Regions from separate parts of the Zea mays genome. Here region 2 is linked to region 1. The links are chromatin contacts, called in public Hi-C maps. All regions are on one chromosome and are shown on one strand. Each heading gives the region's core, a stretch centred on a gene start, on an enhancer-like site or on the middle of the called end of the contact. The rest is flanking DNA. Distances are from core to core; before and after follow the strand shown. Region 1 holds the start of LOC103633238 (TORTIFOLIA1-like protein 1). Region 2 holds the start of LOC103633239 (ABC transporter G family member 43).

What was found. Hi-C and Micro-C count contacts between places; a contact is called where the count stands out from the background.
Region 2: a contact with region 1 is called in a Hi-C map of leaf, with 3 times the contacts expected there. The contact joins the promoter of LOC103633239 here to the promoter of LOC103633238 in region 1. A contact is called at or near these places in 2 of 25 Hi-C or Micro-C datasets (ear and leaf).

Annotation. Positions count from the first base shown.
Region 1 is chr7:162,549,674-162,555,950 of Zm-B73-REFERENCE-NAM-5.0, forward strand. LOC103633238 (TORTIFOLIA1-like protein 1) reads right to left here and starts at 1,938. Exons shown (of 7, transcript XR_002263403.3): 1 at 763-1,938.
Region 2 is chr7:162,690,750-162,696,723 of Zm-B73-REFERENCE-NAM-5.0, forward strand. LOC103633239 (ABC transporter G family member 43) reads left to right here and starts at 1,961. Exons shown (of 20, transcript XM_008654935.2): 1 at 1,961-2,516; 2 at 2,599-2,719; 3 at 4,809-4,891; 4 at 5,170-5,254; 5 at 5,341-5,631; 6 at 5,971-5,974. The coding sequence starts at 2,146. It also overlaps a transcript of LOC100383699 not described here.

The sequences.
Region 1 (6,277 bases), core at 688-3,187:
TCCATGGTCAAACGAGAGAGGGAGGGAGGGAGGGAGGGAGGGAGAGAGAGAGAGAGAGAGAGAGAGAGAGAGAGAGAGAGAGAGAGAGAGAGAGATGTCATAACAAGGCCAATTAAGCTCCTATTTATGGACCTCAAAAAAACACAACAATGTGATATTTTCCATTGTCCATCAAGTCAAACAGAAACAAGTAAACCCAGACTCTTTGTTCTCCAGGAAGACATCAAGCGTTGAAGGTTGAACTTCCACATTCACTAATCACTTTATCAGGAATCACATTGTGATCACAGTGCTTATGCTTTAAAATCCTATCTCCATTTGCCATTCTCAGTAATGTTTCACCAGCAGTTTGAAATTTGCAAGTGTCAAGCGTTCAAGCCCACATTTCTCTGTGAGATACACAAGCTACAGTACCACAAAGCAGGAGTGGACCCGCTGGAAGCCCTAGCCAGAGTAGAGAATAACATTCATAGCAAATTCTTGGCCTGTAACCTGCAGAACAAAACCTTACCTGTATTTTCCATGTCTAATGAAGTTATCAGGAAATGCACAAGCCACAACCAAAACAACATTATGATTCAAACTAAGAACATGAGACCTCAAAATAACCCCTGACCCCACTCTAGAATAAAATCCTGTCTAAAATACGACATGTCCCTTACATGATCAATAATTAGCAAGGCCTTCTAATATCTGGTACTCCTTGAGTAAGATCATGGAACGCAAGGCACTCACAACAAAATTTAGAAAGAGAGCACCCACCTGCGCCAAACTTCCCATGACGCCGAGCAATGCCGCCTTGGCTTGCACGCCGTGCCCACCGAGCAACTTGCAGATCCTAGGACCGAGCTTCCCAAACATCCCGATGGCACCGGGCCCAGGCCCGGCCCCTTCCACTGCCTTGGCCAAGCATGCGGCCGCTCCACCCTGCACCGCTTTACTCTGCTCCCCCATCACCTCGAACAGCGGCTTCACGAACAGCATCACGGTGGCATTGCCCGCCTCGGCAACGCCGGAAGCAGACAGAGGGCGGAGGTACACTGCCGCGAGCTGGCCCGCGACGTCTCGGCACGCGTCGCGAACGGAGGTGTCGGACGCCGGGTCCTTGAGCCGCCGCGCTAGGTGGGCAAGCACCTTGTGGAGGTGCGGCGCGGCAGCGTCCGGGTGCGACGCGCAGAGCGTGGCGAGGAGGCGCAGAGACTCGCGCCTGGCCGGGGAGGCGAACCCCGGGGAGTCAGATGCCAGTGCGTTGAGCAGCATGGGCACGGCGTCGGTCAACGGCGGCGCGCGGATGATGCGTTCCAGCTCCTCGACGGCGATGTGGTGCGTGTCGCGGTCCGAGAGCTTGGCCAGCGCGGCGAGCACGCGCGACTTGAGCTCCACCATCGCGGCGTTCTTCGACGGCGTGGCACCGGCGGCGGCCGACAACGGCGGCGGAGGCGGAGGAGCCGCCCCTACGCCAGCCGACGCGGCGTTTGAGCCGGGGTTCGGCGGCGGCTGCGCTGTGGTAGGCGACCTAGGGTGGGATTTGACGGCAGATTTGGAGAGCGCGGTCGCCATTGCTATGGGAGTCTGGAGCATGCAGCGGAGGGTAGAGGGGGAGGAGCGGGAATGGCGAGGTCAGATTTGAATTGCTGGGTGCGGGGTTTGGGTGCCAATCTGGGGCATTTGATTGCGAATTTGAGTTGGATTCGGTGGGATTTATGGCGTTTTTGGATCGATCACCAGGTTTGGAATTCGGTGTTTGGGTTGATTTGGGAATGGGGTGGTGAGATCTCGCCTTGGGAGCGGAGATGAGATGAGTTGGGTTAGAGGAATCGGCGAAGAAGGGGTTCAGGATTCTTTTGTTTGCTGAGGGTAGTGGGGGACGAGAGAAAGCAGGAGAACTACAATGGTGGACCGGCCTGGCATGGCAGGACTCTGTCCATTTTCTCAATTACGTATTTATACGTAATTCTAAATTATATTTCTTCCTTTTTAATCTATAAGATACTTTTTTATTTTTCTAAGTATATTTTTTATTTTTTAATATGTTGCTTTATTATATAAATAGATTGACTAGAAAAGTAAAACGTCTTGTAATTTTAAATGGAAAGCTAGTGTGTGTATATATATATTAACATTAAAAACTAATAATTAGCTACTAAAAATTAGTTATTAGATTCCAAACATATCAACTAATACCGCAGCTAATTAGTAGCTATCTCACAATCAACAATTAGTTTATTAGTTGGTTCAATCCAGTTAATAATTTATTAGTTGGCTAACTATTAGCTCTAGATGTTTTAAACAGGATCTGAGACTAGTCAAACATGTTAGAACCTAAACTAGCTATCTTTGCATGGTTCGATTGGGCCAATCTCAATTAAATAACAAAATATTTAATCTGTCTTGTGGAAGCCAATGTTCCTGGTAGCTTTTGAAAAACCTTCTGTAATATGAATTAGCCAATGGCATATGTGGATAAATTATTGTGTTTCTCTGAATCGGTATGACGACGGTTCGAAAGGAGAGTAATGTCTCTAAAACCTCGTTATGCATATATAGGTTGCAACAAATCAAAGTTTTTGCATAGCAACCACCCAACTTTTCACCATGTTTCTTTTCAATAAATGCTAAGAGACACGCTATTTAAATTGGCTTCGCCCCCCTCCTTTACCCATGTGGGACTAAAATTCAACACTTTCACCATCACCATGCATGAATGAGCCTTTGAGATTCTAAATTTTATTATAGAGTAAATGAGACAAGCCTTGTAAACTTAAAAAAAAGAGTGATATGTTCTTCTATGTTGAGTGACCTTAGGCTCTTTACATCCCTGATGTCAGCGTGGCGACGTTGACGGTAAGATCAATGTCTTAGAAACCTCACCCTACTGAAGAACCTATATGAATTAAGGTGAATTGGGTTTTTGAACAGTGATCACATTGACTACTCGATGGGTTAACATTCTACTATCATCATCAAGCCTTCATACTCGGTCTCATTACCGACTACACTGGAACGATGCCCATTATAATAAACCATGTGTTTTTCTCTAGCATATGATGTTGATTTAATTTGTTATAAGATGTGATACTTTTTACCATGTGTGCTTTATACCTAATTCATTTAAAAGTTGCTTTAGAAATTAATTAAATCATTAAAATGCAGAATTTTCCAACATATACCATTTTGATTACCGGTAACACGCATTTGCTATATAAGTTTAGCTGGCGGTGTTAACGGTGGTCAATGGCTTGATGCACACATTTTTCTTTTTTTATTATCTCCTCCAGCATATAGTGTACACATGTAAAATTAACATAGACTCGGTTCATTCGGAATTCGTAGTGTTAAGTTAACCGATTTGTAGTATTAAAATATATGAGCAGGTCTAATTTTTATACCACTATATAATCCATCAATTTAAACTTTACAAAACTCATCCTACCAAATCACCCATACTCCTAAACTCCACTAAATACACATAACAAATCTCACACAAACTTAACTGGAATTTTCAGGTTTAGCCTAATTGAAAGTAGCTTACAAGGGATGAATAGCCTAAACCTGAATTGGGCTAAACCTGAAATTTTCACCACAAACTTCGAAAATAATGTCATATAAATAGCTAGTGCAAGCTAGTTCAACCGCTATTAAGGCCGGTTGAACCACTCTAAAACCAGTCCAACTGCGAGAATAGATCTAGGCTAAGAACAACGTGAAGACATAGTGAGAGAATCTCTCAAGATAAGAATGCAGGGGATAGACTAAGCTTAGAAGGTGAGAAATATGGGAGGAGCACCTCCATAAGATCCACACACCTAGAACAACACTCGATGCATTCCTTGCCAAAGATAAAACACAACAATTGAATATAGGCAAAAACACAAGACATGATATTTATCCAGAGGTTCGGCCATACCACAAAGGTGTCATACTCCCTGTTGTAGAGCCCACAAAGGTCTGGGTCTTTTTCCAACCCTAATCCTCCACAAGCCGACCACAAATGTCGGCAAACTCTTTTCTCAAGTCGGCTCAAAGAGCGGGTGATACAGACTTCTCAAATTTGGATACTCACAAGCGACCTCAAACCGTCAAGTAACTCGATGGTTCCAAGAGCAACAAATTCGCACAAGAGGTGTTTCAACAAGCTCAAGATATGAGAAATGGAGGAAGAGAGGAAAACCAAATCCGTGAGTCACGAACTCAAACCTCACACCAAGGGCCCTTAAATCGAGGAACAACTAGAGTAAATGAGGAGAGAGGTAGGGGTATTTATAGAGGTCCCTCAAAAGGTGCTGACAGTTTGAACTTATTACGTGGGAAGCAGTTGAACCGTCCCCAAAACCAGTTGAACTAGTTTTGACCAAAGCCAAACCAAGTTCAAAAAGTTTAGTTTGACTGGAAGTCAACCAGCAAAACCGATTGAACAACCCCCTAGAACTGGTTCAACTGCCTAGCTTGTCAGTCTGCCAATCTGACTAGTAGAGAGAGGTCATAATAGCTAGTCTGACCCTGACACTGGTTGAACCGCCCCGGGGCTGGTTCAACCGATTTTGAGCAGAGAGCTCCTCTGCTCAAAACAGGTTGAGCTGCCTGTGAGGGTATGTTCAACTGCTTTTGAGCATGGAGGTTCTCTAACCCCCAAAACCCCACTCCAGTTGAACTCACAGAGTGCCCAAAGAGTTTGATTTTCGAAATAGCTTTTGAAAGTGAGATACTTGAGCTTTCCAAACACATTTACCTTGGAAAATTTCTCTTAAAAGAATGGTGAATCCTACGACTCAAGAAATATAAAATTCTTAGAGTTGATACTCCATCTTTCTTTACAATAACTGAACATACACTAGGAGCAAACTTATTAGAAACTTTATTGATTTTGTCATTTAATCACCAAACCCCTCAATTGAGTTTGATTGCACTTACAATCTCCCCCTTTTTGATGATTGATGACAAAACAAATAAAGTTGAAAAAGATAAAGCTTTTACAATCTCATAAGCTTATGAATACTTGTGTATGTGTGGCTCTCCTAAATGTGTACATATGTGTCGGTGTTTCGAGACCGGGGGGTCCCTGGGCCGACGAGTGAATGTCGCTGCGTGCCCCAGCCCAGATGGGTCGAGCGCGAGGGCGAGCGCGAAGGGGGGAAGAGCGAGGCGGTCGGAGACCGGCGTGAGAGAGGTGGGAATCCCGCGGCCTTCGTGTTCGTCCCGCGCCCAGGTCGGGTGCGCTTGCAGTAGGGGGTTATAAGCGTCCACGCGGGAGAGGGAGCGAGCGGCCCCAAGCGAGCGCCTGTTCTCGTCCTCGTCCCCGCGCGGCCAACCCTCTCTAAGAGGGCCCTGGTCCTTCCTTTTATAGGCGTAAGGAGAGGATCCAGGTGTACAATGGGGGGTGTAGCAGAGTGCTACGTGTCTAGCGGGGGAGAGCTAGCTCCCTAAGTACATGTCGTCGTGGCAGCCGGAGAGATTTTGGCACCCAGCTGGTGTGATGTCGTGGCCGTCGGAGGAGCGATGGAGCCTGGCGGAGGGACAGCTGTCGGAGCGGTTGGGTCCTTGCTGACGTCTTCTTGCTTCCGTAAGAGGGCTGAGAGCCGCCGTCGTCACAGAGCATGCGGGGCGCCATCATTGCCTATCTGGCGGAGCTAGCCAGATGGGACGCCGGTCTGGTTCCCTATGGCCCGAGTCAGCTCGGGGTAGGGTGATGATGGCGCCTCCTGTTGACGTGGCTGGCCTGCGCCCTAGGTTGGGTGATGCGGAGGCTCCTCCGAAGCCGAGGTCGAGTCTGTCTTCCGTGGCCGAGGCCGAGTCCGAGCCCCTGGGTCGGGCGAGGCGGAGGTCGTCGGCTGAGGCCAGGGCGGAGTCCGAGCCCTGGGTCGGGCGAAGCAGAGTTCGTCGTCTTCTGGGACTTAGCCCGAGTCTGAGCCCGGGGTCGGGCGGAGCGGAGTTCGCCGTCTTCCGGGACTTAGCCCGAGTCCGAGCCCTGGGTCGGGCGGAGCGGAGTTCGCCGTCTTCCGGGACTTAGCCCGAGTCCGAGCCCTGGGTCGGGCGGAGCGAAGTTCGCCGTCTTCCGGGACTTAGCCCGAGTCCGAGCCCTGGGTCGGGCGGAGCAGAATTCGCCGTCTTCTGGGACTTAGCCCAAGTCCGAGCCCTGGGTCGGGCGAAGCGGAGCTTCCTATGGTGCCTCCGGCGGGGCCTGACTGCCTATCAGCCTCACTCTGTCAAATGGCACCGCAGTCGGAGTGGCGCAGGCGGCGCTGTCCTTCTGTCAGGCTGGTCAGTGGAGCGGCGAAGT
Region 2 (5,974 bases), core at 711-3,210, 140 kb after region 1:
GAATCTGTATAAACAATCTGTTGTTTGAAACTGTTTGGTTGGACAGTTGGTGGCTATCGTCTGTTTACAACTGTATAAATAATATGCTACATGTTGCATGTCTAAAACTGTCTATATGCTTTATTATCTCCCTAGGGAAACTTCTAAATAGCAACTGGAAAGTTATCCTATGCAGGGATATCCCACACCAGGTGGAGGGGGATTGAATTGTCCAAAAAAAAATTCTGGCACCCGATCACTTACCATGGGTTAATTTTGTGGCTGCTAAACTAGGCCTCAAAGAACTAATGTCCGATCAAGAGTGTTCTGTTATACACCGATCGACGTCGGAGATCATCTGAACGAACCAGAGCCGATCGTCACGGACGTTGCTGGCTTTTCTTCAATCACGGGGCTTCACGGTCACAGGCACAGCCACAGCTGCCGCCAACTTGCGGGAATTGCCTCAAAAGCCTTCAAGAATTCCAGAAGCGCATGTTTGAATTCCGTTCCCAGTCCTCCTCGGCCCGGCCGGGGAGTTGGGTCCCGTGCTCGTTCGTTCGCCGGTCGTCGTCTTCTCCTTCGACTCTTCGCGGCACTCTTCTTGTTCCATTAAGAGATTTTTTTAGGCGTGGCCTTTCTAGAAGCTAGCTAGTAAGAGAACCAGTCTTCGTGACTGGAAGGAGGAAACCATATATTAATGGCAGCAGTAAGGCGAGGCGGATTCAGGTATGCAGCTTTCAGTCGACACGTGAACGTGATAAACTGATACGCATGACTACGTGAGCACCGCGAATCAAGAGCTAGCTATAGGCTATAGCAAACGCAAGCCATTCTATCTAGAAGGTCAAAAAACGAGAATATATATCTAGGACGCTAATTAAATTGTTTCCAGCTGGGGAAAATATATCAAATTAAAGGCAAGGCGTTTGTATCTAGAAGGTCAACTATTGAAAATAGCCAGTGCCGTGCTATAAACTACTCCCAAAGGCGGATCAGTTTATCTTATAGTCAAGTATGTAAATTATGAACTTTACTATATATTGCGGCGATGCTAATTTATTAGGACCAGGTATAATATCGATCTTTTTTATATAAATCTAATCAAATTCAGGATAATTTGACCTTTCTTTGAAGGGAAGTATATAACTACATTAGAAAAAACATATAAATGAAAAATACATAATACTTTATCTAGATTCTCTCATCGTCGTCCCAGGTGACAAGATTCCAATCGAACATTAATGAATCTAATGAAACTTATTTAATGTATTAGTGTTCGTTTTTTTAAAAAAATCTATCAAACTAAGGAGGTGTTTGGTTTCTGGTACTAATTTCTAATCACGAAACACAGTGACTAAAATAGATATAACCTCTCTTTTAGTCTCTGAGTTTAGCAATTTAGAAACTAAAAGAGACTTAAATGGTGTGACTAAAAATTAGTCAAAAAACCAAACACCCCTAAAGATATTGAGTCACCACTGTGTATTTTTTTTCTAAGTCGACGCGTGTGTGTACTGTGTATAGACAGACGTATAGTTGAGTGTATTATGTATAGGAAAGCGCCTTGAATCAGTGATTAATAATAAGTTACTAACAACCACGTTCTAGAATGAAGACGCGTGGCCTAGCTAGGTTGTGTGGATTCTGCTTAGATTTTTTTTTAATGTCGTCGCCGTTCTTTAGTCATTCGTCTACACGCCATATGCCACACACAAGTGAACTTACGCAGCAGCAGCAGCTTAATCAACTGACGACTAGGTAGTGGGGGCGTAGGGGTATAACTTGGATGACTTGTCGTTGCATGACTTTTATTGCTTACAGATCCGACTTAGCTTAAACCATCCTGTCAACGGTCAACGACGGCCGTGGAGGTAATTGGTAAGGTATCCGGCCGGCCGATCACTCGGTGGATCCGTCTCTACGTGTCTCCGCGCTACTCGGCACAACTATATATATATATGACGCAGATACAGGATCCTCCCTTCAGGGTTGTGCGCCAACCAAGCAAGCACACCGCTAAGCCTGCTGCCGCCTCCTCGCGGCCCAGCAGCATCAGCTAACTAACCCGCCCGCGCGCCGTACGTGCGCGCGCCTGCAGCTGCTCACAAGTCACAGCTAGATAGTAGCTACTAGCTAGGCAGCTAGGAAGAGAAGACGATCAGCATGGCGGGGGAGATCGTGGCACCGTCGGGGAGCCGGCGCAGCTGGCTGTCGGCGGCGTCCATCTCGCGGTCGCTGCACGCGGCAGGCGACCCGGACGACCCGTTCCGGCGGTCCCAGGCTAGCCGCGACGACGGGGACGACGAGGAGAACCTGCGGTGGGCGGCGCTGGAGAAGCTGCCGACGTACGACCGCATGCGGCGGGGCATCATCCGCAGGGCGCTGGACGAGGGCGGCGCCAAGGCGGGCGCGGACGAGGTGGACATCGCGAACCTGGACCCGCGCGCCGGGCGGGAGCTCATGGAGCGCGTCTTCAAGGCCGTCGAGGACGACAACGAGCGCCTGATGCGCCGCTTCAGGGACAGACTCGACCTGTGAGTACTCGTTCGTACTCCTGGGACGCTACTAGCTGTGTGCGTGTAATCAACTGACGAATGCATGCGTGCATGGTTGCAGGGTGGGCATCGAGCTTCCGCAGATCGAGGTTCGGTACGAGCACCTGTCGGTGGAGGCGGACGTGTATGTGGGCGCGCGCGCGCTGCCCACGCTGCTCAACTCCGCCATCAACGTCGTCGAGGTACCTTGTAGCCAACCTGCTCCACCTCTCAGTACACGCACAGGCAGCAGCAAGCTAGCTAGCTAGCTGCCGGGGTCTGGCCGGCCTCTGTGGTACGTACGTTAGCTAGCAACAGCACACGTACAACACATGTGTAGGCATGTCTGATTGGCGCTCCTGGCCGGAGCTAGCTGTTAGACGTGTGTCGGCTATAACGAATCATCTGCAGGCAGCAGGCAGCACGCAGCAGGGCACTGGCTCAAAAAATGCACGAAACGAACAACTAGCATGCGTATGCATGCATGCAGTTCCGCAGGACTCGTGTTGCTGCTCTGATCCGCCGATTCGTACGTGCGTGCGTGTCAGCGTGTGCGTGCGTGCGACATGTCGTCCGGCCTGCTCTGCATCCTTCCCATAGGCCATAGCTGATACTAGTACTCCTATATCTCCGTCGTCGCATGTGAAGGAACGGTCACGGGTTAGTCAATCACGTTTTTTCGAGGCTGAATTTTCTTTCGCACATGCATGACGACTAGCTGTCTAGCTTAGCGAGCTAGGCGCCAAACTCTACCCGGCCGGCCGGTTAAACAAAACCCGCCGGCCGATATGATTGAACGTCACCTCGTCGTGACTCTTGATCCGAGCGAGCCTTGACCGAATCACTTAACAGATCGATGCTTGTCCATTCCTTCCCGCTCCTGTGGACAGTGACAAGCGGGAGCGGGAGTACAACTATTCATTTAGGGGGTGTTTGGTTGCCCCTGCTAAAGTTTAGCCCGGGTCACATCAAGCGTTTGACTTTCAAATAGGAGTATGAAATATAGACCCAACCAACTGGACTAGATTCGTCTCGTCTTTTAATCTTCGGCTGACAAATTAGTTTTATAATCCGACTACATTTAATACCCGGAACGGAGGTTCAAACATTCGATGTGATAGGGGCTAAAGTTTAGTTTGGGGTAACCAAACACCCCCTTATTGTCATTCCTCCGTCCCTGTCGTTGCGCGCACGTGTTCTCAAACATAGATAGCCCTCTCTCTTTGACCACGAGGGATGACGGCCATGGGGAAGGGGATGATGTGTGCAGAGTGCCGCATAGCTCGGACTTGGAAAAGCATTACTCTATGTCCAGCAAATTTTCTATCACATTTTCTATTTCAAATTTCTCTCTACAAACAGTTTTACGTCTACTACTTTATACACTCTACTGAAGACAATCTTGCCATTGTCGCACAGTTTACTCACCCTGCAATCTGAACTATAAATAGCGTTCAATTCCACTCCATCTGCACCCTGAAGCCTGGATACTGCACGACCAACTAACTAAACACGCGCTAAGGATCCAAATGCCCCTTCCTACATGTCTTGAGATGTAGAAGTAGAACTTTCAACCACGGACTTTTCTTTTCTCTTTCTTTTTTTAAAAAAAAAAACAGAGGGACACTTCTGGAATGGTGCTGGAGACGAATAAACGTTTTGAGTACGGTGATAGATAGAGACTAGTACTACTACAAGATATGGTAAAACACATTTTAAAAAAAGGATGTTCATGCATAACTTATGCATTGACGTACGCTTATTGCAAAACTGCCAAAGGCAACAAATAGCCTGCCTGCACTGATTGAAAAAAAGGACACGCACAAATGATAGAATCCTTCTTCAAAATCATGAGTTTTTTAGAGTACAATTGATTTGTAGGCATTTATATTACTCCAAAATGTCCATAGTCCCAATCAGGCCCGGCCCAGAATATATGAACATTCCGCATTCCGCTTCCCACTCCTCCGGCGCCGGCGCCACACTCTTCCTCGCGCTGGCCGCGCCTGTGGTCTGTGGAGCCATGCGACGGGATCCTCCACCGTCCACCGGCGGGGCGGCGACTAGCCTCACCGGGGTCCGGGGGCCACGGAGATGCGGCGGTCTCGCCCCGGTACCTCCGGCATTAGTCCACCAAGTCACCGCTCCCGCGCCGTTCCGTTGGGCTGGCCCGCGCTCTTGCCCTCGTTCCCCATCTACTCTCGTCTGGGGCATGGCCGTGCCTGCGGGCTTGCGTCATCACGCTCTCCTCGCCGTGGCTGAAATTCGGGTGTCCATGATGGTTTATCGCAGGGGCTCGTCAGCAAGTTTGTTTCGTCGAACAAGAGGACGATCAATATACTCAATGATGTCAGCGGGATCATCAAGCCATCGAGGTACGTTACAGATCCTCATGTCGATCTCGCTCGCTTATATATGGAGCATTCTAAATTAACTGTTGCTAGTTTAGATTGAGATACATGAATGTCAATAAAAGGGGGGAAAATGGTTCATCTAAAATCGCAACCTCTGCTTTACTTTGTAAACCTTATACCTGCTACATGTATCTGAAGCTACTTCTTAGTCTTATGCTGTTGTTTCTGATAAACAGATATACGTTTTTATTGCTGTTTGTTTCAACTTTTTTTTTTGGCATCGAACTACTATATTTCAGGATGACGCTTCTTCTGGGCCCTCCGTCATCCGGGAAAACCACACTTATGCGAGCTCTAACCGGGAAGCCTGCTAAGAATCTCAAGGTTGCATGTTTATTCATGTGGCATAATATAGCTTCTTATGATTATGCACGCAGGCCATATGCCTCATCACTTGTTTGCTGCTACAGGTGTCTGGGAAAATCACGTACTGTGGCCATGAGTTTTCCGAGTTCTATCCTGAGAGGACTAGTGCATATGTCAGTCAGTATGATCTACACAACGGGGAGATGACTGTAAGAGAGACAATGGACTTCTCCAGAAGATGTCTAGGCATTGGTGCCAGATATGATATGTTGTCAGAATTAGCTAGACGGGAACGAAATGCTGGCATTAAGCCTGACCCCGAGATTGATGCTTTCATGAAGGCAACTGCAGTTGAAGGAAAGGAGACCAATGTCATAACAGATCTTATACTCAAGGTGTGTCCCCGTATCTTCTTAAGTTCACTTTCACGAGCAGATTCTTTTAACCTAGCCTAAAATTCACTCTCATGAGAGTCGAACTCAGGACCTGAGGGGTGCTAACCAACTCAGTTAGAGGTCTTTCGCTTCTAACTACTCTTTTTATGAAGTGCTTTCATAACAACTATTTCATAACTACTCTTTTATGAAGAAATTGTTATGAAAGCACGTTTCCTTAATATATACAACTTTCTTATAACAGGAACTAGGCTTATCACTGTGACAGTTACACATAAATTTAATCTTGATATCACCCATGGTTTGTTCCATGATGATTGAGTTTATAAATGACCACAGGTTC